Linked DNA regions of Sus scrofa: region 1 is linked to region 2. Evidence: chromatin contacts called from public HiChIP or PLAC-seq data. All regions are on one chromosome and are shown on one strand. The core of a region is the stretch at or near the end of the contact, and the rest is flanking DNA. Distances in the headings are between cores, read along the strand shown.

The links. HiChIP or PLAC-seq counts read pairs in DNA pulled down with a chosen protein or histone mark.
Region 1: an H3K27ac HiChIP or PLAC-seq map of alveolar macrophages shows a contact between it and region 2. The contact joins two enhancer-like sites. A contact is called at or near these places in 1 of 47 Hi-C or Micro-C datasets (liver) and 1 of 2 datasets of contacts at active chromatin or transcription factors (alveolar macrophages).

What each region holds. Positions count from the first base shown.
Region 1 is chr9:20,955,353-20,961,779 of Sscrofa11.1, forward strand. All of the region lies in intron 8 of TMEM135 (transmembrane protein 135), which reads left to right. Among named protein-coding and RNA genes, the nearest start is that of TMEM135, 220 kb to the left of the region's middle. Within about 2 kb of position 3,424, at least 4 of the 83 cell types and tissues checked have an H3K27ac peak or open chromatin away from gene starts, as enhancers often do. A contact at or near this core is called in alveolar macrophages, where this site is marked.
Region 2 is chr9:20,810,217-20,817,525 of Sscrofa11.1, forward strand. It overlaps TMEM135 (transmembrane protein 135), which reads left to right. Exons shown (of 17, transcript XM_021062616.1): 5 at 2,166-2,258. Among named protein-coding and RNA genes, the nearest start is that of TMEM135, 73 kb to the left of the region's middle. Within about 2 kb of position 4,870, at least 1 of the 83 cell types and tissues checked has an H3K27ac peak or open chromatin away from gene starts, as enhancers often do. A contact at or near this core is called in alveolar macrophages, where this site is marked.

The DNA.
Region 1 (6,427 bases), core at 2,174-4,673, 140 kb after region 2:
CTCCTCCCTTTTTTATATTCACTTGTCAATCACAGAGCCTCTTTGTACTGGTGATGGTGACTTAGTGCTGGCTGTTTGTCATGTTCCTGTCATCCTAAAATGCAGAATAAAAGGAGAGGAACACAGCTTTGGGTTCTCAGGCCTTAGAGAGTAAGTTGCTTGCGGCCACCCCAGACCTCGAATCCAGGTTGCCCTGGATTGCTTTCTGGGGTGATTTGTGCACCGACACGGAGTATGTAATTCCCATGGTTTTGAGTTCCTAAAGCCCGTTCAGAAGAACGATTGATAGTCAAAATTCGAAGATGGATAGCAGTTGAGCTTATCATATTTGACTTCTCCCATCACAGAAACATCAAGCTCTAATAGCAGAAGCACAGTTGCTATCTTGACTTCTGTTTCTCACTTGAATGTTAAATATTTTTGGAATTGGATAATTCCCAATTCTGTTATTTTGGACAAATCTTCCTTGCAGGGTGGCATTTACGATATTTTCAGGGATTCTTATGAGAGATAAGACTGTTCCTCACCTCATCTTTTAAAATTACTAGCAACTTCTACTGGTATGAAACATGTAGGGAGATTTATCATAGGAAGCCGATCTTACTGAAATTACTTGAGTCCTAAGAATTTGAAGATCATTTAAGTTTTTGATCATTTTATCGAAGTTATTGTCTGTTTCTTTTGGATTTTCACTTACATCACTTACAGTTTTCTATTACATCTTAATGATAGGAAGCACTATGGGAATGAATGATTTGGACTGATGTGACTTTTTCCTTGAAAGAATATAGGCTTAAATAAATTGTTACTTTTTTAAATTATAATTTGGAAAAGCAGAAATAGCACCTATATGGTTGAAAAAAATTTGTAATCAAATGAACTATTTCTTTTTACTGATTCCCAAGTATGCACTTGTTAATGTTCAAGAGGCATAAAAAGAACTGTTAAAATGTAAATGTCTGATGTAAGGGCTGTAACGAAGCTCTCAGACTATAATGTGCATAATTATCAAAGCGCAGGTTATGATTCAGTAAGTCTGGGATGAGGTCTTAGCTTTTGCATTTCTAAAAAGGTGATGCCTGCGCTGCTGGCCCTGGGATCACACTGGCAGTAGCAAAGCTGTAGGTCGCATCAAGAAATAAATGATAAAACTTTCCTTAAGATGTGTATTTTAAAAAAAGAATCCAGAGAATGTCATCCCTCTGCCTCTCTTGGTCACCTACCTATTCTAGTAGTTCACAGCATGTAGAGTCAGAACACTTTCCCTGAATATCCGAAATCTCAGTAATAAAAAGGAGTGGGTTTACCCTGAAGTCCTTTTCTCAGTTGCAACTGAAAGCAGTTATTCCATATAATCACTTTAAATCCTTAAAGATTATTGTCTCCTTTTCTCCCTCTTAACTTTCTTCTCAGCATCAACTTCTTCTAGCATTTTAATATGCATTTTACTTTATTACCCCATTTTAAATGCAGTCCGCAATGGTGGGTAGAAAATGAGTCTGTTCTTCAATAGGTGAATTAATGAGAGACTTTCCTGATCTAAAATTTAGCATGTCTCTCTCTTTTTTAAATTTGTTAATTGTACTAGTAATACACTACTAAGTTCTTTCAAAACAAAAGCAAGTAACATCAGGAGTTCCCACTGTGGTGCAGCAGAAACGAATCCGACTACTAAGCATGAGATCACGGGTTCAATCCATGGCCTCGCTCAGTGGATTAAGGATCCAGTGTTACTGTGAGCTGTGGTATAGGTTGCAGACATGGCTCGGATGCTTTGTTGCTGTGGCTGTGGTGTAGGCCAGCAACTGTAGCTCTGATTTGACCCTAGCCTGGGAAAAGCAAAATAAATAAATAAATAAATAAATAGCAAAGCAAAAAATAAAATAAAATAAAATAACATCAAGGTGTATAGAGTAAAAAATGAAATTTCTTCCCATTTTATCCAGCTGCTCCCTCTTCCTGCTTCTCTTTCATTTGAAACCTTCTTAACAGTTTGGCACATATCATTCCAGAATTCTTTCTGTACATACCTATGTACCTATGTGTATATTTATTTTAAAAAACAGGAAAACTGTTTTTCTGCAGTATTTATTCTGTTGAATAACATATCTGAGGTTTGTGTCTATGTGTTAGTATATATAGACCTACCTCATAGTTTTTAGGAGTTTCCAAAAATGTTATATATCTCTAAATAATTCCTTAAGCCCCATTTCTACTGTTTACAGTTTTTCACTATTACAAACTGTCCAACTGTGAACATTCTTTTAAAAATATCGGAGGAGTTCCCGTCATGGCGCAGTGGTTAACGAACCCGACTAGGAACCATGAGGTTGCGGGTTCGGTCCCTGCCCTTGCTCAGTGGGTTAACGATCCGGCGTTGCCGTGAGCTGTGGTGTAGGTTGCAGACGCGGCTCGGATCCCGCGTTGCTGTGGCTGTGGTGTAAGCCAGTAGCTACAGCTCCGGTTCAACCCCTAGCCTGGGACCCTCCATATGCCGCAGGAGCGGCCCAAGAAATAGCAAAAAGACAAAAAAAATAAATAAATAAATAAATAAAAATATCTTTGTGAACATGTTCCAGTGTTTCTATGAGCTAGATAGTTACCTACGTATGGATTCTGAGTAAAAAATATCCTAATATATTCAATTTTGACACATATGGCCAGATACTGTCCTTCACAGAAGGCAGTACCGCTCTACTTTCCCTCCAAGAACCGTTGTTGAGTCCGGATCTTAGTTGCTGTCGGTGATCTCTACCTTGTCAGTCATGTGATCTAAAATGCAGTTCCTCCTCTCTGCCTTGCTTTGTATTTCTTTGCGAACTGGTGAGCTTGAATGTCTTTTCATTGGTTTATTAGTTATTTTGATTTCATGCCCTCTATCCATTCCTTATTTTTTATTTTTTTTGCTGATTTGTAGACACTCTTTATATGCTGTATTTGTTTTTTCCTGTTAATAGTGTTATATCAGCTATTATGTAAACAGCAACCATAAAATTGTTGTGGCACATAACAAGCAAGTTGGCTAGGCCAGCTCTGTGTCCCACTGCTTCACATGTCTTTGTACTGCAGCCCAGGCTGAGGGCACAGAAGCTGTAAAGGGGCAGCTGTCCTATGGCAGCGGCATGAGGTTTGTCTACACCAGCATCAGCAGCAAGATATCCGTGTATGTGCATCCTAAGTATTACAGTCCAGTGCACACAAATATCTGCTCATTTACCAAGGCATTTTTTGTTTTTTTTTGAGTTCCCCAGCTGGAGTTCTGAGTTGTTTTTGTTGTATAAATCATACTTGTAAGGTATTGTCTTTCCAAAACATTCAACTCGGTCTCCATGGAAAGAAAAACTTTTTTCCCTTTTGGTTTATGTAATATGTAGGTCAGTTACATAATTACATTAACAAATACAAATGACATAAACGCATTTGGGGATAAACACAGCTGATTCTTGGCAAGCATGTAACTCAACTAGTATGAACAGATATATGTGGTCACATTTAGTAGTATTTTGTTTTTTTTTTTTAATCTTGTAGAAGTCAGTGTGAACATTTGAATATTTTGCAGAGAAAACAGAATCTAAGATAAATATATCTTATTAAATGTAATATCTCTTTTTTTTTTGTCTTTTGTTTTTTGTCCTCTTAGGGCCACACCCACGGCATATGGAGGTTCCCAGGCTAGGGGTCTAATCAGAGCTTAGCTGCCAGCCTACACCACAGCCACAGCAATGCCAGATCTGAGCTGTATCTGTGACCTACTCCACAGCTCATGGCAATGCCGGATCCTTAACCCATTGAGTGAGGCCAGGGATCGAACCTGCAACTTCATGGTTCCTAGTCGGATTCATTTCCACTGTGCCACGACGGGAACTCCCTAAATGTAATCTCTTAAATGGAAATTGCTTAAGAGAATTTTACTGTAAAAACATATTTAAAAAGATTTACTAACATCTTTTGTCTCCAATATCATTCATCATCACTGTTCTTTTTTCTCTGCCTTAAAGTTCTCAAGATTTGATTTCTACTTTGTTTATTGTTTTTAGGGCTGCTCCTGCAGCATATGGAAATTCCCAGGCTAGAGGTTGAATCAGAGCTACAGCTGCTGGCCTACACCACAGCAACTCGGGATCTGAGCCACGCCCTCAACCTACACCAGAGCTAAGGGCAATGCTGGATCCTTAACCTACTTAGCAAAGCTAGGGACCAAACCTGCGTCCTCATGGATACTAGTGGAGTTTGTTACTGCTGAGCCACAATGGAAACTCCCTGATTTCTACCTATAAAAAAATTTTTTTTATGGGGAGATCAGTGGGTTAAGGATCTAGCCTTGCAGTGAGCTGTGGTATAGGCCACAGATGTGCCTTGGATCCTGAGTGTGGCTGTGGCTAAGCCAGCAGCTACAGCTCTGATTCTACCCCTAGCCTGGGACCCTCCATGTGCTGTGGGTGTGGCACTAAAAAGACATATATATATATATGGTTTTTTTTGGCCTATTTCTTATCTTAATAGAGCCAAACTTCATAATCATACTTTTATTATAGGAACCAGCTTATACATACAACTTGGTGCTTATTTATTCTAGCCTAAAAATAACCGAGGTTCAAGAATTTATGGAATATATGCTGATTCAGTGTTATTTTAAGTTAATTTGTTATATTGCAAAATTTCACAAACAAAAGCATTTTCCTTTCAAGGAAATAAACAGCAATACTTAATGTTTTAGAAGATCCTAGATTTTTAGAGTAGGGAGCAAATTAGAGATTATGTACAACACTGTCACTTTTCTGGAATCTCTGAGGGTTTTTATGACTTGTCTTAGCTCACTCAGCAGTTGGGAACAGAGGTCAAAGTAGAATTTTGAATAATTTAACTTTAAATGCCATACATGCCATCTCATGGGATTATTCATCTTTCTATTTGAAATAATAAATATTTCTGATTGCTGTCATTAGAATCTTTGGAATTCTTTTCTTATGACTAAATTTTAACCAGGAAGGAGGATAAAAGCTACTTTGTAGCCAGATGGCTATGCTTTTTGTCTCTCGGTTTCAGTCTCTCCCTTTCCCTCCCTTCCTCTCCTCTCCTCTCCTGCCCCCTTCTCCACTGTTGCTTTTCTAATTTGTTTTTTTGGATTTTTTTTTTTTTTTTTTTTTTGCTTTAATACAGAACGTCAAGGAAATAACTGGGTGTTGCACTATAACAGTTAACATTAACTATCCATCATGTCATTTTGTGTGACAAATGTATGTATGACTGGCATTTTAGAATGTAATTTATGTTACTACTTTTTTATGCATTATTAATAATTTCTTAAGAGGAAGCAACGTTTTACATTAGCATATATTTATTATCATTTCTCATCTTTTATCATGAATTGATCCCTGCTTCCTTTATGAAATGTAAACAGATATGTATTGAAGATTTATTTGAACAGCGATTTGTACATTTTAAGGATTTCAATTATTTTAATTTCTCTTGCTATATTTCCTGGCTTAAGCTCACTGGATGTAGTCACATGTCATTTAAATTCAGTCATCTAAATTTAAGGTATATTAATTTTATGTAGGAAATCAGGAATATCTTAAATTTTATTCTGTGTTTATGACCTTCGGGGATGTTATTTCATTTCTAGTATCAAAGTTTATTTTGTTGAAAAAAATACTAGATTTCCAAAGAAATTTATAAAAGGAGGTTGTTTTTTAAAGCTGTAAAGTACTTGAAATTTCAGGAGTCTGAAACTATATTATAGGATGTAGATTTTACCTTCTTATTTTTCAAATCAAATTGGCCACAGTAATAAGCTATAATTGAAATATGAAGCTTTGACATAAAGTAGAAATTGTAATCTTACGAACAGCTGTTGTCATAAAAGAGATTGACTGGAATTTTATTGTGTGTCTAAAACATTATCTTCTCACAAGTCCCTTTTTTTAGCTTACTGAATTCAAATTCTGCTCTGCTTAATCTCATCTCAAAAGTCAAATATTGTTTCCTCTTCTTCCATACATGAATTAAATAGATACCAGGCTGATCACATCTACCTTGTATGAGTTCTATTTTGTCTAAAAGTATTCTTTCCAGTAGTTCTTTTGGATTTAGCTGTTTTTACTTGTTAATAACATCTAGATCTGCTCCAAATCTTGACCTTTTGCCCTATTGCTAACCCCACAAATCTAATGAGGTTCCCTGTTCTTGGCTGTTGGACTTTTTGTTTGGATTTAGCATATCTCTTGTTCCAGCATCCTCTTCCCATTTCTTGTTCACCTGTCAGTTGTGTCTTCTCTGTAAGGGGTCATCTGCAAAGTGGGGGGATTATACAGACTGCATTTGGGGCACATGATTCTTTCTTTCATTGGCCAGTTTTACCTGAGTATAATTTTAAAAGTGCAAATGTGCTCTAAGTTGCACCTGTCTATATTCTCATATATTTGTA
Region 2 (7,309 bases), core at 3,620-6,119:
TAGTTTTTTTTTTTTTTTAATTTGTCAAGTTAAAATACTAACTCAACATTATGTTAATATTAGTGTTACTTAGTGTTGCCCAAAGTAATTCTGCAGGTAGATTTTAACTGCAGTTAGAAATAAAATTTATAGATGGCTTTTACAGATTTTCCCCCTTAAGAACATTAATATTTATAAACTTTTAGATTATGTAGAAAATAATTGATAAAGAATATACTGTCATGTGTTGAACTTGAAAATCTATGTAAGAAACTATCATGTAGTCTCTAGAAAGTTTCTGATACTGCTAAAACTCTAAAAATAGAGTTATAATTAGGTTTTAAAAATTGCAATAATAATAAATTGTTCTTGCAGCATATTTCTTTATATTCTATGAATCTGTTTGGTTTAGTTGTGGAAATGTAAAATGCTTATAATAAGGTAATGTCTGTGTTCCTCCAATAACTGACTCATCGAGTTATTTTTCTTTAATTTTTACATTCAATAACTTTTAAGTCCTTTGTGGATTTTATATTGGAGGGAGAACCACCTCCAGTTTTTTCAAGCATAATGTTTCTGATGTCCTTTGCAGAAATACCCATGTTAAATGTAGGCTTTCTTTTTTTTTTTTTTTTTTTCTTTTTTCTATTTTTTTAGGGCTGCACCTGTAGCACATAAGAGTTCCAAGGCTAGGGGTTGAATTGGAGCTTCAGCTGATGGCCTACACCACAGCCATAGCAACACGGGATCTGAGCCTTGTCTGTGACCTACGCCACAGCTCATAGCAACACTTAACTCAACTGAGTGAGGCCAGAGAGTAAACCCGCATCCTCATGGATACTAATTGAGTTTGTAACCCGATGAGCCACAACAGGAACTCGATTTTCTAATTTTTTTATTTTTTTATTTTTATTTTTTTGTCTTTTTGCCTTTTCTAGGGCCACTCCCATGGCATATGGAGATTCCCAGGCTAGGGGTCTAATCGGAGCCATAGCCAGCTGCCTACACCAGAGCCACAGCAATTCCGGATCCGAGTTGCGTCCGCAACCTACACCACAGCTCATGGCAACTCTGGATCCTCGACCCACTGAGCAGGGGCAGGGATCGAACCCGCAACCTCATGGTTCCTAGTCATATTCGTTAATCACTGCGCCACGACGGGAACTCCGGTTTTCTAATTTTTTTAAAGCTAAGCTTCACTTGTGATTTTTGATCCTTATCTGTATGTACATAGTATATATTTCTTTCCTATAGTAAATACATCATTGAACGGTTAACTAATTTTGTTCAAATAATTTTTATAATTTTCCTCCTTCTCCCTTTCTTAGCAATATAGCATCTTTGAAGGAAAAAAAAATCTTCCTAATTATTTCCAGATTTTTTTTCCCTCTTTAATAATCCAAGTAGCCTGTGGTTGTTTATAATATGTGAGACACTATGCAGATTCTTTCTTTCAAGGGATATGTTCAAGTAAATGGAAACTTTTATATATACATATAAGTACAAAATGTAAAATAAGAAAAACTTTCCCAGAGTTATAGAAGCAAAGACATGTGTTGAATATCTATCATGTGTTTACAAAACAGTAGCAGTAATAAAAGCTGACATTTTCTGAATACCTTCCATGTGCCATGTGTGGTTCTGGGAATCAGCTCATGTAGCCGTCGTAACATCTGTGTGAGATAGTACATTTATTCCCATTTGATAGATAAACCGAGAACATAGAGGGTTTGCTAAGTGATCAATGTTGGATCTAGGGAATGTTTGGATGAATACAACTGACTAAATCATTGGAAGGAGAGATACCTGTTGGTTTGCTGATGTTGTAGCCTGAGGAAGAGATGGGGAGGGACTCGGCTGAGGCAGGGGCAGTGGCTTGGGGGGGATCTGAGAGAGCAGGTGCATATGGAAATGTTTAAGGGAATGGTTTCCTATGTGAGGTAGGGAAGGAGGAGAAGCCCAGGATGTCTCACAGTGGTTGATGTCATTAACCTTGCAAGAGAGAGGAGAAGGAACACGGTCCTGGAGAGGGGGAGAAGGATAATGAGTTTTATTTGGGACATGTTGCATTTGAAGTGCTGTGGGACATTGACACAGAGGGTGGACTGAGAAGGGGAACTTCTATGCATAATAACCAAAATGACCAACTAGAAATTTCATACAGTTATTCCAAATTTGAATTTCAGGAAGATACTTGGCAAATTCTACTCATGGAGTCCTGGCTTTGGTGCCGCTTTGCCAGCATCTTATGTGGCCATTCTGATTGAAAGAAAAAGCAGGTAAAAATTTACTTATCTACATATTTAGTGGAACTGATTTACTGATCCCCACCCTAGCTAGGAATTTATTTTTATCTACTTATTGTTTATCATGATCCAGGGATGAGAAATATTTCCACATATATTTTTCAATCTTGCAAATATCTGGAGAATTTAATAGTAATATTATTTTTTATGGGTTTTTGTTTGTTTGTTTTTGTTTTTTTTTTGTCTTTTTTTGCCTTTTCTAGGGCTGCTCCCACAGCACATGGAGGTCCCCAGGCTAAGGGTCCAACCGGAGCTTTTGCTGATGACCTATGCCAAAGCCACAGCAACGCCAGATCCTCGTTGTGTCTGCAACCTACCCCACAGCTCACAGCAACAATGGATTCTTAACCCACTGAGCAAGGCCAGGGATTGAACCCGAGTCTACAACTCCAATTAGACCCCTAGCCTGGGAACCTCCACATGCCATGGGAGCAGCCCTAGAAAAGACAAAAAAAAAAAAAAAAAGAGCTACAAACTGTTCTGTAAGTTGTTCAGCCAGGTAAACAGTTGAAGTTAAAGATTTTGCGTAAAAGGATTTTTACCATCTCAAGAATAATTATTTTTATTGTCAGGAACTGCTTTGATTCCATCTTTATTCCAGACAATCAAGATACACTCATGTATTAATCAAGATGGGGGTCATCTTTCAGTTTATGGAGATGTTTATTACAGTCGTGGATCCCCTAATAAGAATATAGGTAATTCTTGTGCGGTAACCAAATGTTTACTTAAACCACCTGAAGCCATTTTAAGGCATTCTTGTAAATGTAGTAGTATCTAAATTTTTGTGGTTCTCTGATTATATCATGATACTTCTGGGTTATTAAAATTACTAAATCGAAACATGTAATGACCCCAGCAAAATAAAGTCATTATTGCTAGAAATGTAAGTTACTCCACCTGAGAGGACAGTGCAGAATAGTTGTTAAGAGTGTGGATTCTGCAGCTATATTATCTGGTTTGAGAGACTGGCTCTGCCACTTACTATGTAACTTTTATGGTTTATTCCTTACATTGAAAATGGAGGTAGTGCAAAAAAAAGAAAGAAAATGGAGATAGTAGTCGTAATCTACTCAGGGCTGTTCAGAGAATTAAATGAGTTAATTATGTAAAACGTGCTTAGAAGAGTGCCTGCTGTATTGTAAGTGTGTTAAGTGTGAAGTATTTTTTATTGTTTTTTGCCCTAAAGTAATTGTTCTGGTGATTGTAACTCTCCAATCCATTAAAATATCTGAATATTTGTTTTGAAAATATGACTCAAAGTATGCTACTCATCTGAAACTTTAAAGATGCTTTAAGCCAAGCTTTCTATGATTTATTTTGAGCACTTGAATGATAATACAGGATTTTTGAAGTTATTTGCCTACTTTACATTGTAGGCATCATGAACTCCTAAATACTTCAGCATGCAATTTCTATTTTTATTTATTTTTATTACTATTATTTATTTAGGGCTGCACCCGTGGCATATGGAGGTTTCCAGGCTAGGGGTCTAATCGGAGCTGTAGCTGCCAACCTATGCCAGAGCCACAGCAATTCGGATCCTATGAGCCGCAGTCTGTGACCTACACCACAGCTCATGGCAACGCCGGATCCTTAACCCACTGAGAAGGCCAGGGATCGAACCTGCAGCTCATGGTTCCTAGTTGGATTCATTAACCACTGAGCCACATTGGGAACTCAAGCATGCAAATTCTAAAGTTAGGGTACTTTCCTATTCAATTACAACAGTATTATCACACAAAGGAATCATTATCATTTTCTAATACCATCTTGTCCATGTTGTCCTGAAGTGCTTTACAGTTTTTTCTTTTTTGGCTGCACCCCCAGCATATGGAAGTTCCCACGCCAGGGATTGAACCCCTGCCATAGCAGTGACCTGAGCCACTGCAGTGACAAAGCTGGATAGTTAACCCTCTGAGCCACAAGGAAACTCCCTACAGCTGTTTTTTGAACGTGAACATCAAAGTTGACATATGGTGTTATATGTATTTTCTTCTAATCTAGGTTAATCCCCCCTTTCTTTCCCTCATAGCGTTGACTTACTGATGTGACCAGGCCAATTGTCTTGTGTGTCTAAAACATTTCTGCCTTTGTCTGAAATATTTCTTGTATACTTGAAGTTCAGGCTGAAGACTTGATTAGATTCAGATTAAACATTCTTGATAAGAATTTACTTCATAGATGATGCTGAAACCATCAGAGGTCCATAGTTTTAAGTTGTTCCAAGTTTGAATGTGATTAAAGTGATAATCACCAGCTCTTTCCAATGATATCTGTTATTTATGGTGAACTAAATGAGTGGATTTCCTGACATTCCACAATTCCAATTCTTTCTGTGCTGTGATGAACCTCAGTTGATCATGACATCACTATTTGTGAGAATGACTAGTGTGTGTTGTGTGTATGTATTAAACAAATCGAGTTTAATGTTGGTGTCATATTTACTTTATAAATAATTCACCAGTTTTCATTTTTTTTCTCCTTACTCTGGTATAGTTTAAGTAGCAATGAATGTTGTGGCCTTTTAGTATTTGGTCCATTCCTCTGTGGAACCGTGGTGACTCTTTTGGGTGTGGTAGTTTATAGAAAAAGTTGTCAGTTTCCTCTGTGGAAATTGGTCTGTTTAAACTTTCAACTCACTCAATAGAAAGTCAGTGTTAATAACTTTCTTTAACAATTTGAACATTATCCCTTTATTAAAAAGCTTCCATTTCCCAGAAATTACCCATTTTATAAAGATTTTTGTATTTATTTGCATGGAGCTTATACAAAGTAGTTATGATTTGATTGAATTTTTTGTTTTCCCTGGTTATTTCTCAACTTGCCATTTATTTTGCATAATTGTATTGTTAGCTAATTTGTTGATTTTGACTCATTTATTAGCTCTGTTTTTTGGCTTTCTCATCCAATTTTCACTTTCATTGTTTTTTCCTTCTTCCTACTTTTTGAGCAAATTTGCTTTCTTTTTAAAAATCTTTTTAGTTTGATGCTTAATTTATTTATTTTCCTTTTTTAAGGTCTATTGATGTAAGTGTTTAAGGCTATGAATTTTCTCTTTATCATTGCTGTAATTATATCCCATTGATTCTGATATGCGTTATTTTCATTATCATCATTTTCTAGAAATTCTGTAATTTTAGTTTTTCTTTCTCCTTTGATATAAGTAGAGAGCTTAAGAAGATGGAAGGGTCTCTCTGTTATTAATTTGTAGTTTTATTGCTGGCTCTCTGTTTAACCATTTGAGGAACTGCCAAAGTGGAACTGAAGTTGTTGCACCATTTTTCATTCACTCCAGCAGTAGGGAGTTTAATTTCTTCAAGTTCTGGCTAACACTTGTAATAATGTGTCTTTCTGATTATGGTCATCCTGGAGAGTGTGAAGTAATATTTAATTGCAGTTTAAATTTGAATTTCCCAGATGACTAATGGTGTTCAGCAACTTTTCACGTACTTACTAGTCATTTGTTTATCTTTGGAGAAACCTATTTAGATCCTTTGCCTGTTTTTTTTAATTGTATCATTTTTTTTATTATTAATTTGTAAGAGTTATTTAGATATTCTAGTTACAAGTCCTTTATCAGATATATGATTTGCAAATTTCCTTCTCCCATTTGGTGCTCTGACTTTTTAAAATTTCTTGATGCTGTCCTTTGAAGCACATATATTTTTAATTTTGATGAAGTCTAGTTTATATATTTTATTCTTTTATTGATTGTGCTTTTGTGCCGTATTTAAGAAGCCATTACCAACTCTAAGGTCACAAAGATTTACCCCTATGTTTTAAGAGTTTTTTAGTTTTAGAATTTTATAGTTTTAGTTCTTGTATTTGGGTTTTTGATCCATTTTGAGTCAATTTTTGTCTCTGATGTGAGGTAGGATATTACATTTTTTTGGCCACTCTCGGCATTTGGAAGTTCCCAGGCCAGGGTTTGAATCCAAGCCACAGCTGTAACCTGTGCCGCAGCCACAGCAATGCAGGATCCTAACTCACTGTGCTGGGCTGGGCACTGAACCTGTGCCATTGCAGAGATAATATCACATCATTAACCTGCTGCATATAGCAGGAACTTCAGGTATTAGGTTTTTAATATTACTTTTCTCATGTTTATTGCTGCAACATAGAAATATGATTGGTTTTTGAAATATGATTGGTTCTTGATTCCTGGGACCTTACTGAATTCACTTACTAAATCTAGGAGGGTTTTTTTGCATATTTTTTGAGATTTTTCTACATAGAAACTTAGTTTTTGCAAATGGAGCAGTCTTATTTCTTCCTTCCCAGTCTGTATATCTTTTATTTCCTTTCCTTGCTTTATTGTCCTGGTACATCCTTTTCTTGTTCCTGATCTTAGGGGAAAGAATTCAGTCTTTCAAAATTAAGTAAGGTGTTAGCTGTAGGGTGCTTTTTTTAAGATGTTGTTTATCATGTTTAGGCAGTTTACACTTCTTCCTAATTTGCAGAGTGCTTTAATCAAATGATTGTCAAATGACCCTTTTGGATCAATTTGTATGATTACGTGATGGGGTGTGTGCGTGTGCGTGTGCGTGTGTGGGGTGTGGGTGTGTGAATTATTTTAGTCTGTTAGTAGTATTTTTAAAATATCAACAAGATCAACTTGATGTAGTTCTTCATACTAGCAGGGGTTCTCAATCTTGGCATTATTGACTTGTGCTGGGCCAGGTAATGCTTAATTTTGGGGAGATCTATCCTGTGCATTGTACTCAAACATACCATTAGCATTCTCTTCCCCTCCCCACCAAACTGAGACAACAAATAATGTTTCCATGGGAAACATGTCCCCATGGGACAAATCCCTTCTTTGTTGAAAACTCTGTTCTGTATCATTACTAAATTTTTTTCTTACTTTTATCATTTGGTGAGAGAAAAGTGTTAAAATCTTCTATGGTTCTGGATTCGTCTGTTTCTCTCTTTAATGCTATCAGTTTCTTTGAAAATTTTATTGGCATGTGATTGTCATTTCTTCATGATGAATTGACCCTTTTATCAATATAACATGTTCC